Linked DNA regions of Mus musculus: region 2 is linked to region 1. A link is a contact called in public HiChIP or PLAC-seq data. All regions are on one chromosome and are shown on one strand. The core of a region is the stretch at or near the end of the contact, and the rest is flanking DNA. Distances in the headings are between cores, read along the strand shown. Region 1 holds the start of Tmem200b (transmembrane protein 200B). Region 2 holds the start of Snhg12 (small nucleolar RNA host gene 12).

Evidence for each region. HiChIP or PLAC-seq counts read pairs in DNA pulled down with a chosen protein or histone mark.
Region 2: a contact with region 1 is called in an HNF4G HiChIP or PLAC-seq map of pancreatic cancer cells. The contact joins the promoter of Snhg12 here to the promoter of Tmem200b in region 1. A contact is called at or near these places in 2 of 115 datasets of contacts at active chromatin or transcription factors (memory CD8 T cells and pancreatic cancer cells) and 1 of 9 other capture datasets (liver).

The regions. Positions count from the first base shown.
Region 1 is chr4:131,917,883-131,923,968 of GRCm38.p6, forward strand. It overlaps Tmem200b (transmembrane protein 200B), which reads left to right and starts at 3,889. Exons shown (of 1, transcript NM_001201367.1): 1 at 3,889-5,258. The coding sequence starts at 3,889. The coding sequence ends at 4,743. It overlaps Epb41 (erythrocyte membrane protein band 4.1), which reads right to left. Exons shown (of 21, transcript NM_183428.3): 21 at 5,547-6,086. It overlaps Gm12992 (predicted gene 12992), which reads right to left and starts at 2,147. Exons shown (of 5, transcript NR_102393.1): 1 at 1,886-2,147.
Region 2 is chr4:132,305,592-132,311,677 of GRCm38.p6, forward strand. Snhg12 (small nucleolar RNA host gene 12) reads left to right here and starts at 3,087. Exons shown (of 5, transcript NR_029468.1): 1 at 3,087-3,316; 2 at 4,247-4,312; 3 at 4,560-4,624; 4 at 4,860-4,913; 5 at 5,243-5,433. It overlaps Snora16a (small nucleolar RNA, H/ACA box 16A), which reads left to right and starts at 3,874; the gene lies at 3,874-4,009. It overlaps Snora44 (small nucleolar RNA, H/ACA box 44), which reads left to right and starts at 4,362; the gene lies at 4,362-4,478. Snora61 (small nucleolar RNA, H/ACA box 61) reads left to right here and starts at 4,716; the gene lies at 4,716-4,777. It also overlaps Snord99.

The sequences.
Region 1 (6,086 bases), core at 2,639-5,138:
CCTCTTCTGGGGTGTCTGAAGACAGCTACAGTGTACTCATATATAATAAATAAATAAATCTTTAAAAAAAATACTGTCTTCTTATGTTGTTCACGAGCAGGCATAGATGTGAGCAGGGCAAGGCTGGGTACACCTGCCACAGAAGCTGGTTCCACACCGATAAGGGTGAAAGCCCACCTCAGAGACTGTACAAAGAACTGGGTAGACCAGAGAGAGGAGCCTAGTCAACTTCCATCCAAGTACGGCTTGGGGAGACGACTCTATTGTCACAAGGGCCTTGTTCCCTCAGGGGCTCCAGGGTCACCAAGTTCTGCCTTCTCCGCTCTAGGCTCTAGAGAGTCACAGAATCCACATTAAATTTTCCTGTCAGCAGCCCAAGGACACCTAGAAAGAGCCCAGCATCACCCAGAGTAGAGCTTCCAGAGCGAGCATGGATTCAGCGAGCTACAGCCACTACTCTCTAAGGACCTGAGCTCTTGGTGGGTGGGATTAGTTCAGAGTCCTGAATCCCAACATTGCCAGGTACTGGCAGGGCCACCTGGGGCAAGGAACTCCTCCTCTCTGGGACTCAGCCTTCAGGAAATAGAGCCTTGGGAGTCTGGGTTCATCTTGTGAAACAGGGCTCACACTCAACTGCTCCCAGTCCGGCTCTACCATTCTGCTAGGATGGAGCAGGACCACACTCTGTCCTTTGGACAACTCTAAAGTCTTAGCTGACCGAGCTGATACACCTCTAGGTTAAAGTCACTAGGGACAGGGGTGTACAGAGCACACTGCCGCCAGCTGTCTCCTCTAGAGATGGCTCGGGCTGCACACGCCCTCCTGGTTTAAAGAGAAGATGAGGATTCCAGACCCTGCACATGGTAGGGCTGTGCCCGCTTGTCTTCTCGTTTTTTTTCCTGTGTGTGTGCGCGCGCGCGGGCGTGCACTCTTCTCCAGGATGGCCTGGGGTGACGGTGTCACATTTCTGGCTTCTACCCCCATCCATTCAGGCTCCTCCCAGTTCAGAAGGGAAAGCGGGTGTCTAGGTCACACAGAGGCCAGGGCAGAATCAAATCAGGTCCAGACTGCCTGGGGATTATCACTGTCACCACCCAGAGGCCTCTGGCCAGCCACACATCTGCAGAGACAGGATGAACCCCCACCCCCAGCCCCCAGCCTGGGAGGTCCCTCTGCAGGGGAGGCCTGTGGGAAGGGAGGCCTGCCTCCCCGTCCTGGTTTCCTATCTTCCTGCTTGTTACACTTTCTCTGAGCTCTCAGAGAGAACCAGAGCCAGGGTTCTACCTGGGAAAGGGACCTGTAGTCACCACCCCCCTCACAGCTCAGCCCAATGCCTGAGGCAGTAGTCAGAGGACAGGCAGGCTGATGTCGAGCACTTTGCTCCAGGTGTTCAACATGTGTGCGAGCATTTCAGCTCTGAGAACACACTGTGGTGCTATTTGTTCTTATAAAGATAGGGAAACTGAGCCCTGGTGAGCTTAGGTGTGCTCTCCTCTCCCACCCATCTCCTTCCTTCCTCCTCCCGGGCCCAGGGTGGAGGAGAGGAGGGGGGTGAAGGAAGTCATAGGCCTCACGTATATATGTCTCTCTAGCATGGAGGGCCAGCTAGGGCACACATTCCCTTGAGCACAAGGCTCTAGAAAGGAGCAAGTCAGAACCAGCCTTGGGCCTCAGACCTCAATGCCGGCCAGCAACCCCCCCCCCCCCCAAACAGGTCAATCCCCAAGAGCATTGTCAGCTCAGCTGTGTGCAGAGGGGGCACGGGAGGGAAGACCTGGCCCAGGGCTCTGGAGGAGCACGAGGTGCAAAGGGGAATCCGTGTTCCTGAGAGAAAAGCCAGAAACTGGATAAGCCTTGGGGGCCAGAGTTCAGAGGGACTGGGGACCTAGGCAGCTTCAGCCACACGGGCCAGGTGAGAAGGTCTGGAGCATGCTCAAACCACACCGGCTCTGAAACCATTCGGACAGCACCAGGGAGCCAAAGAGGGTTTTCAGCAAGGGGCAGATGCACATTTGGGACGGTGCTCTGTGACGTTTGCAGACCAGTTGGCAGGGACAGGCGGCGGGCAGACTGCAGGGACTTTAAGAGATGGAGTTGCCCGAAGAGGACAGTGGCTACAGGAAAGAACCGGCTGGTTCTAGATGAAGAGGAGAGCTGGGGCCTAAGTGTGCTCTGGAGGTGAGTGTGGACCTCGCCAGTGGAGGTTTGGGTTCTGGGACCGATCAGGAGTCCCAGGCAGCTGAGAGTGAAGCTTGTGCCCTGGGCTTGTGGTCTCAGTTGTGGGAGGGACACCCGGAAGACAGGGGATCCACACACCCGCCCGGGCGGCGGGCGAGTGAGTAGGAAGTCAACACAGGCAGATGCCTCAGGCGTCAGCCCTGGAGAGCAGAGGGAACGGGAGGGCTCAGCGTCTGTGGGGCAGGGGTGCCTTCTCCAGATCCACTTGGGAGGCTCTGCGGCCGGGGGATGCCGGTCTCCGGGGCCAGAGGGGCGAGGGCCGCGCGCGCAGCCGGCTCTCATTAGTACGGGCCGCGGGCTAATCAATCCCAGGCGGGGGCTCCCGGGCCGAGTCCGCATCATGGAAACTGGCCGCGCGCCCGGCGGAGCGAGCGGGGCCGTCGGCGGGGCCGGCCGGGCGCCTCTCCGTCGAGGGCGCGGGCGGAGGCGGGTCGCGGGGTCCGGGGCGGGGCTCAGCCATCCCGCGCCCTTCCTGCAGCCGGCCCGGGGCGCAGCGGGGGTGCAGGGGTCCGGGCCGGGTCTGCAGGGCCTCGGGCCGGGGTCGCTCCGTGCTAGGCCCGGGACGGGCGCCGCTGCCGCTTCTCTCCGGGACACCGGGGACCGAGACCGGACGCCCGGACCCCGCTGCCCGCGGCCTCCCGGCGCCGGGACCAGGGCACAAGGCCTCCTGGAGCGGCTCCAGCGTGCGGCCCCGACCCCGGGGCGGTGCTGTTCTGGCCCGGACGCGGCCCACGGAGGCCTCGGGCGGAGGAGGCTGGAAAAGAGGCCAGGCGGCGGGAAAGGGGGATGATTCATCCCCGGGAGCCCGAATCGGAAACACCGCAATCTGGGAACAGCCTTGCCTGGGCCGGCGAGCGATCCAGGAGGAGAGTCCGTCCGGCGAGGACCTGCGTCCAGCACTGGCAGTCCCCTGCCTCCAGCCCCGGCTCTAGCCCGGCCGTGGGGGGAGGGGGAGGCCTCTTCTGGAGGAGTGGAGAAGAATCCTGGACAAAGTCCGCCGTTGCCTCCTCTGCTCTGACTGGCTGGTCTCGGCCAGAGCGGTTTTTCCCAGAGTCTAGCTCAAGTCTCTCCTGCTGCAGCTCCAGTGCCGGCTGAGGAAGTCTGCAAGGAGGGGGCGAGCAAGGAGAAGCCGGAGTCAGAGACACCTCCGCCGGCCCTCGCTGCGGTATGTAAAGCGCAGTAAGGGGGAGGTGGGGCGCGCGCGCGCGAGCCCCGCAGCCCCGGGCGATCCGAGTACCCCCTCCCCTGGTTACTTCGGGGCGGCCACGTGCGGGGGGTGGGGTCGAGCTCGGGAGGTACTTACCCCGGCCGCGATCGCAAGGGGGGCCCGCGCGGGTGGGCGGGCGGGCGGGCGAGCAGAGCGCGCGCAGGCTGCAGGAGCCCCGCAGCCCCGGCTGCACCCGAGCCCCGCAGCCCCCTCCCTGCGCACCGCCCGCGGGCCCGGCCAACGCTGGCTCCCAGCTCCGCTGCGGAAAACCCGAGCGGGGGCGGCTCCCTGCCTTGCGGCCCCGGGAAAATCCGGGGGTGGCCGCCAGGGATCTCCAAGCGGCCGGCCGAGGCGGCCCCGCGCATCCCTCCCCCGGAGCCCGGCCCGTCGGGTCAGTGTCTGCCTCTCTGCTCTTCCCCGCAGAGCGCCCGGACGACCGCGCGATGACGGCCGGGAGCCCCGGAGACGGCGGCGCGCGCAGGAGCCCCGAGGGCCGCGTTTCGCGCCTGGGCCGCCGCTTGGGCCGGCGGAGGCGGCCGCGCTCCCCGCCAGAGCCGCTGCGGGTGCGGGCTCGGCTGCGGCTGCGTTCGCCGTCGGGGGCGTTCGCGGCGCTGGGCGCGCTCGTGGTGCTGGTGGGCATGGGCATCGCCGTGGCCGGCTACTGGCCCGGCCGCGCCTCCCACACCCACGCCCCGAGGACCGGCCGCGCGCACGGGCCGCACGAGCGCCTGCGGCTGCTGGGACCGGTAATCATGGGCGTCGGCCTGTTCGTGTTCATCTGTGCCAACACATTGCTCTACGAGAACCGCGACCTGGAGACCCGGCGTCTCCGCCGGGGCATGCTGAGGGCTCAGGCGCTGCGGCCGCCCGACGGCCCAGGCTGGGACGCGCTGCTGCCCAGTCCCGCGCATGGGTCCCCGGGCGCCGTCGCGGAACCCGAAACTTGGGACCTGGCCCCGAGGAGGGGCCCCTCGCCCGTCCCGTCGGTGCGCAGCCTGCGCTCTGAACCTGCCAACCCTCGATCGGGGCTGCCTGCCCTGCTCCACAGCTACCCGTTGAAGGGCCCGGGGCTGCCACCACCCTGGGGTCCTCGGACTCAGACTGGACACGTGATCATCACGGTGCAGCCCTCTGGTTCCTGCATCGAGCACTCCAAGTCTCTGGACCTGGGCCTAGGGGAGCTTCTTCTGGGGGCGCCAGCAACTCGGGACTGTGCCCACCGAAGCTGGCCACGGCTGGACCGACTCAGTTTGGGGGGCTATGCCAAATTAGGCGGAGATTTGGGGGCCCGGGTCTGAGGTTCAAGGTATAACCTGCTGTGAGGCTACCAGTGTGGACCATGGGACTGGGACACCAGAAGTCCAGTGCCCAATAGCTGCTCCAGTCACCTCCGAGGCTAGGATGGATATTGTGGTGGCAGCAGCCGCCAAGGCTGCTGACCTGCATGTGTAGCAGTGCCAGCTGCACCGAACGAGCTCCAGGGGCATGTGTTAATGTGGACACCAGCATGATTCAGCCTCAGGAATTTCTTCAGCCCATGTGGCCTTAGCCCAGGACCGGCACCTGAAGGGCTGCAGGGTAGGCCAAGAGCACCGTGAGATGCACAGGGTTCCTTGGCAAACAACAGTGGTAGGTTGGGATGTCCCAGGCTGGGACAGGCTCCGTCTAAGTTGGTAGTCCTGGTGGAAATGGGACCACCGGGGGAAGGTGGGCGATGAGGTGGAATGAGACCCTCTGCAGCTGTCTGGGGCAGTGACCGCAACTCTAACTGCCACCACCTCAGGTCTGTTCTTCCTTCAGTCAAGTGGCTCTGTCCCGGCAGGGCTAACTACTGCCAAAGCCCTGACCCTGGGATCGGACTGCTCCCCTGGAGACAGGTCGGTCTGACCTGTGTGCAAAGCCTCCCCCAGCTGGCAGAGGCACCCTCCAGTTCTCAGCACTTCCTTCCCACTGCACCCTAGCCCAGTGTGGGTAGCTCACTGCACTCGGCGGCGGCGGCAGCTTCCCTTCCCAGGTATTAAATTAATTTTCCCATGCTTTTGTTAGAAGAGAACTTTAAAAGTGGATCAATCCTCACAGTCAGGCTTTTTTTTTTTTTTTTAAAGTTTATTGAAAAATGCCATACAAGAAGCAAGACCAAACACCTAAACACTACAGCCACATCTGTCACTACGAAAGGCGCAGACAGCAGGCCCAGTTACTGCCTATCTCACCTAGGGGGTTTTCGGTTGGACTCTGCCGGCATAGTTCCTATTTTGTCAAATGTAAACAACTACTTGATACGATTCATAATTTTTAAAAAATTTACAAAGCTCCTTCATTTTTGTCATGAAAATAATATATCTGAGAGAGATTTGTAAAAACAACCAGCCTAGGGCTGATATTTCCCATGAGCGAGCACTGGGGGTGCTGGCTAGGCCATAGCTACAGCTCCATTTCTCAGAATGGGCCAGGGCCCTCAGACCCCAGAATACATCCCCGGAATACATTGCTGGCCTGGGGGGAAGGGCCCCCGGAGTCAGCCTCCTTGGGAATATAGGGCTTGATTGTGGGTGGGTGGCAGAGATCTCATGTGGTTTGAAGGAAATCTACTTCTGAAGTAAAAATAAAACTGCAGTTGGGACTGTTACTGTGGTGTGCC
Region 2 (6,086 bases), core at 1,837-4,336, 390 kb after region 1:
TCCAGGAGATTTTGAGTTGTGGTTCAAGGGCCACTTACTGGTTATGCAACTGCAGGCAAGTTTCATTCACACCCCCCCCACACCCCCCCAATCATCATGTGGAGGCCAGTGGACAACTGTGGAGTCAGCTATCCCTACCTTTTGTGTGGGTTCTGGGCATTGAACTCAATTTTTCAGAGTCGTGCGTGACCTGCTGAGCCCTCTCACTGGTCCGTTCCATCTCTTTTTGCTTTTTTGGTCCGAGTGCTGGGATTAAAGGCGTGCGCCACCACCCGCAGCTCCGTTCCATCTTTTTGTTTTGGTTTTTTTGTTTTGGTTTGGTTTTTTTTTTTCCGAGAGAGGGTTTCTCTGTGCAGCCCTGGCTGTCCTGTTACTCTGTAGACCAGGCTGGCCTTGAACTCAGAAATCCGCCTGCTTCTGCCTCCCAAGTGCTGGGATTTCAGGCGTGCATCACCATCTGTTCCGTTCCATCTGTTATATACAAGTACGCACAGAGCATGGAGCAGACAGAGGAGGGGTTCCTGCTCTTGGGGAGCTCTCATTCTAATGAGGAAGACAAGGAAGGAAACACGTACTTGGGCTAAAGCAGTAAATAGCTCAGCTGGTAAAGTGCTTGCCACACTGGCCTGAGGACATGAGTGCCATCCTGAGAAGACCCGTAATAAAGCCAAGAGGATGTCAGCAACCTCAGCCCTGGGAGGAGGAGACAGGCAATCGCTGGACATTCTCTTACTCCATGGGCAAACTTCAGGCAAATGAGAAACCAAGTCTTTTTTTTTTTTTTTTTTTTTTTTTTAAGATTTATTTATTTATTATTTGTAAGTACACTGTAGCTGTCTTCAGACACTCCAGAAGAGGGCATCAGATCTCGTTACGGATGGTTGTGAGCCACCATGTGGTTGCTGGGATTTGAACTCCTGACCTTCGGAAGAGCAGTCGGGTGCTCTTACCCGCTGAGCCATCTCACCAGCCCGAGAAACCAAGTCTTAAACAAAAGCAAGGAAAGGGCTGGAGAGATGGCTCAGCGGTTAAGAGTAATGACTGCTCTTCCAAAGGTCCTGAGTTCAAGTCTCAGCAACCACATGGCGACTCACAACCATCCGTAATGAGATCTGACGCCCCCGTTTGGTGTGTCTGAAGACAGCTACAGTGTACTTACATGTAATAATTAAATCTTTGGGCCAGAGCCAGCAGGGCTGGAGGGAGTGGACCGGAGTGAGCAGAAGTCCTGAGTTCAATTCCCAGCAACCACATGAAGGCTCACAACCATCTGTACAGCTACAGTGTACTCATATATATATAATAAATAAATAAAATCCTTTTTAAAAAAGGCAAGGCAAGGCAGTATGGTGCATGTCTTTAATCCAAGCACTCAGGAGGAAGAGGCAGTTCAAGGCCAGCGTGGTCTGTATAGTGAAACCCTGTCTCAAAAAAACAAGCTCCCTAAACTACCACTCCCAGCTTGCTGGGGGAGGGGAGAAGGGGTGGTAGGATCCAAATTGTGGTCTTCATGTTTGCACAGCAAATGCTTTTAACCTCTGAGGCACCTCTCCAGCCTGAAACCTATTTTTTCTTAAATTAAAAAAAAAAAAAAAGATTTATTTATTTATTTATTTATTTATTTATTTATTTTATGAGTACATTGTAGTTGTCTTTAGACACATTGCAGATGGTTGTGAGGCACCATGTGGTTGCTGGGAACTGAACTCAGGACCTTTGTAAGAGCAGTCAGTGCTCTTAACTGCTGAGCCATCTCTCCTGCCTGGAAACCTATTTTTTCAGGTGTATGTAGGAGCTAAGGGGAATAGCTTGGGAGCAGCATGTGGTAAGTCCAGTGACACCCTTCCTAACATTGGGGAAGGAAAGAAATTGGACCTGGAAGGATGCTTGTAATTCCAGCTACTTGAGAGGCTGAGGTCTGCCTGGACAAACTAGTGAGATGCTGTGTAAAATAAAAACAAAAAATAAAAAAAAAAAGAAAATGTTACCGGGTGTGGTGGTGCATGGCTTTAATCCCAGCACCCGGGAGGCAGAGGCAGGAGGATTTCTGAGTTTGAGGCCAGCCTGGCCTACAAAGTGAGTTCCAGGACAGCTAGAGCTCTACAGAGAAACCCTGTGTTGTAAAACCAAAACCAAACCAAAACAAAACAAAAAAAGAAAAGAAAATGTCACCTCTCTACTTTAAACTGTAGACGTGATACAACCTGCTAGCCATCCCCCCGGACCCCCGACCGTGACTTTCCTGTCATGAAGGACTGCAATCTGGAATTATAAGCCAAATAAACTATATTCCCCTATCAAAGAAAATAAAATAGAAAAAAAAAAAAAAAAGGTGGGCTGGAGAGATGGCTCAGCAGTTAAGAGCACTGGCTGCTTTTCCAAAGGTCCTGAGTTCAAATCCCAGCAACCACATGGTGGCTCATAACCACCTGTAATTGGATCTAATGCCCTCTTCTGGTGTGTCTGAAGACAGTGACAGTGTACTCATATATACATCAAATAAATAAATAAATCTTTGAAAAGAAAAGAAAAAAAGAAGAACAAAATTTTGGTTTTTTGAGACAGGGTTTCTCTGGGTAGCCCTGGCTGTCCTGGACCTCACTTTGTAGAACAGGCTGGCCTCGAACTCAGAAATCTGCCTGCCTCTGCCTCCCGAGTGTTGGGATTAAATGCGTGCGCCCCCACGCCTGGCTTCTGAGGGTCATTCTTTAAGAAGATCTGCCAGCATGCTGTTACCCTCTAGGCCATCCCGGGATGCTCCGGGGGAAAACTCCATTTTTTTTTTTCTTCTCTTTTTTTAATTTGCAAAATCTCTTTATTAAGCACATCCAAATGTGGAAAACCCTTTCTAAGATCGGTGTAATTCAAAGTCGCCCGGGAACTTAATCCATAGTGATGGCAGTTGGTCAGAGATTTGAGTTGAGCGCTCTGGCCTGGGTCGAAACCACTATCAGGGCCAGACAAGGAGCAGGAACCCGGCTTTGCTAAGAACTACATTTCCCAGAGGCGCCGTGCGTCAGGTGGATGACGCAGACTCAGTAGAGGGCGCGAGAGTATATAATCCTGGTGCAGGCCGTTCTCAGTCCTTTCTCGCTTCATCCGCGGTCCCTGTCTGTTTTCGTTATGGCGCCTTGTACTTCTACCCAACGTTGCCCGCCCCCCATCTTCCCAGCCCACCAGCTCCGTCCGCCTCTCCGGATGATTCGTGAGATACCGAGCCTGCCGGGAAGGGACCGGATTTTTCCGTCTGGTCCAAGGAAGCACGGGTTATGGCCACATGCGCAGTGATAACTCAGGGCCCCACGCCTTTTGACCCGTGAGTGTTGTAGGCTTGGGGGTGACGGGATCTGGTAAGAGCATTTGTGCCTTTACTGGATTACGTGCTTGGGTGCAGTAACCTTATTAGGATGACGCCAATGGAAGGGCCTGTGACCATTACCTCCGAGCGACCTTTTTGTGATTAACCTCGCTCCTATGTTGGGTGGAATTTGGGTCCTACCACGTGCTAGGCGATCGCTATGTCAACCATAGTATTAAAGCCTTAAAAAAAAAAAAGTCAGGATAATGGGCCCTACAGAGTTGGGCAAGGATTATACAACCTCGGCTTTCTCGCTTTCTGATTGCAAAAAGCCGCCATTTTATTCAGCTAAACCTGATGTCCACAGCGCGTTAAAAAGCGTTTGTAGGCGGTAGGGTCATTAATTTGAGACTGCTTTGGGTTATAGTCAGGAACCTATCCCAATGTCTAAAGCTTCACGTATTGAACTAGGAGCCATCGGAGCCCACAGGATTGCCTTTTCAGGCGTCTCTCTAGTAGGCAGTGGTGAGGCATGTGGCTTGTGGGTTTGAGGTCTAGCAATTGCTATCGCTGTCTGTGGCCCTTATCGAAGCTGCAGCAGCTTCTACATAGCTGCTGTGGTCAAAAAGGTGGCCCAGAGAAAGAATTTTCCTTGACGGTCGCAGTTCTGTTTCCTGTAACTGATCTGCAACATTGTGGAAAATGACAGCTTCACCTTACTATTTCTCTGGAGTATGTAGCAATCTTTAGGCTTTTATTCCTGGGGGGGGTGGGAGGGGATAGGAGGTAGACCGGTGAGTGAGCTCAATCTGATTTACAATTCAGGCCTGTATTGATCATCTATTGGTAAATAAACAATGCCTTGGTCACTGTCACAGTCCCTATAAGGTAATGACTGGGAATATGGAACAAGATTATTGTGGCTAATTCTGTTGCCATTCATCTTAGCTGTTGATGAAGATTGTGAGGAGGGAGACCAGAAGATAATGGACAACGATACAGCAGAAGGGTCTGGTAAGCTCCGTTTAGTTGCACTACCCGGGGAGACCTGAGGCATGTTTCCAAGGGCTGTGGCTGCCTGTAGCCATGGGATCTCCAACTGCATGCCAGAGTAATGGAGAGACTTTGACAGCTCAGGTCAGCACAGTGCCTGCAGCTGCCACTCATCTTTCCTATATATGTATATCAGGCCTCAAGTTGAGCGCCCTCTACCTGTGAGGCTATTGTTCTGTGGTATTTACAACAAATGTTTCTTCTGCAGGTTACACTTGAGCTTATTTCTTGGAAGAGTCTGAGAAGACGGCCTGTCAGGCTCCTAACACTAAGGTAATTGCTGGCTAAGACAGCCTGACCCTCCGGTTTCCCTTTCCCATCGGATCTTGACGCTGGTCTTGGTGGTCGTTAAGGAGGAAGAGCACCCTGAAGCTGGCCTCACAGCGATGCAGTCTGCTGTAGAGCAGCAGGCCAGACTCAGACATGCCTGGGCTTTGAAGTGGGAAAACTTGAGAACTGATCAGTATTGCTGAGTAATGGCTTACTTTCATGGTTTTTTTTTTTTAAGGGCCATGTAACCAGTGAAGCAGCCATTATATATGATTTGGTCTACACTTGTTGGGTAAGCTTAAGGATTGTTAACCCTTTTCCTAAGTAGTATAGCAGAAATTCAGGTTTGCATAGTGGCTAGCCATCTATAAGCCACCTCCATAATTTATGTCTGAACTAGTTAGCTGTTCACATCTGGGGCAAAGATGTGTGCCATGTTGGCTGGTATTTGTCAATTGAACATTGCATGAGTACAGACACTGGTCCATGATGAAACCCATTATCAGTGGACATCTATGGATGAGAAATGCGGATATGGGACTGAGACCAGTTCTTAGGAAAGCCTGAGTTGGGGAATGAGCCTGAAGGTGGAACTAACATAGACTTGCACTTCCTTTTCAGAAAAATTCCACAAGAGGATCTCCTGGAAGCTAGCAGAAGTTTTTGGCTTGTACATTGCCAGGCAGCCATTGGAATCGGAGCTGCAGTCAGATTAAGGCCAGCCTGGCCTACATTGAGAAACCTCATTTTGGGAAAGTGAAATACTTTGTCAATTAACATGCAGTTGGTTCAATAAAGACTTTTGGAAAGTGTCCTCTTTTTTATTTATTTATTTATTTATTATATGTAAGTACACTATAGCTGTCTTCAGACACTCCAGAAGAGGGAGTCAGATCTTGTTACAGATGGTTGTGAGCCACCATGTGGTTGCTGGGATTTGACTCAGGATCTCTAGAGCAGTCGGGTGCTCTTACCCACTGAGCCATCTCACCAGCCCTCTGTAACTGAATTTTAAGTGGCAGCTTGGTCTGCTGCATTGTGAGTTCTAGGGCTGCCATGTCCTACCATTGGCCAACCATTAGGTATTCTGGGGTTGGAGTTTTTTTTTTTTGATGAGCACACCAGGATCAGGCAGGCACGGGAAGCTGTTAAGGCCTGTTAACCTATGGTGGGCATTCTAATTAAAGCCACTAGTTGCTTAGCATTGACAGGCTAGAACTGCTAGGGTACTTAAAAAAATGTCATGTGACTCATCTGCTTGTAAAGTAACTTCTATGGCTTTTTTTTTTTTTTTTTTTTTTTTTTGGTTTTCCCAAGGCAGGCTTTCTCTGTGTAGTCCTGGCTGTCCTGGAACTCACTCTGGAGACCAAGCTGGTCTCTAGAAGATAAACCTATGCTATCTCTCCAGCCCTTTTTCTTTCTTTTTTTTTTTTGGTTTGGTTTTTTGAGACATCTCAGAAATCTG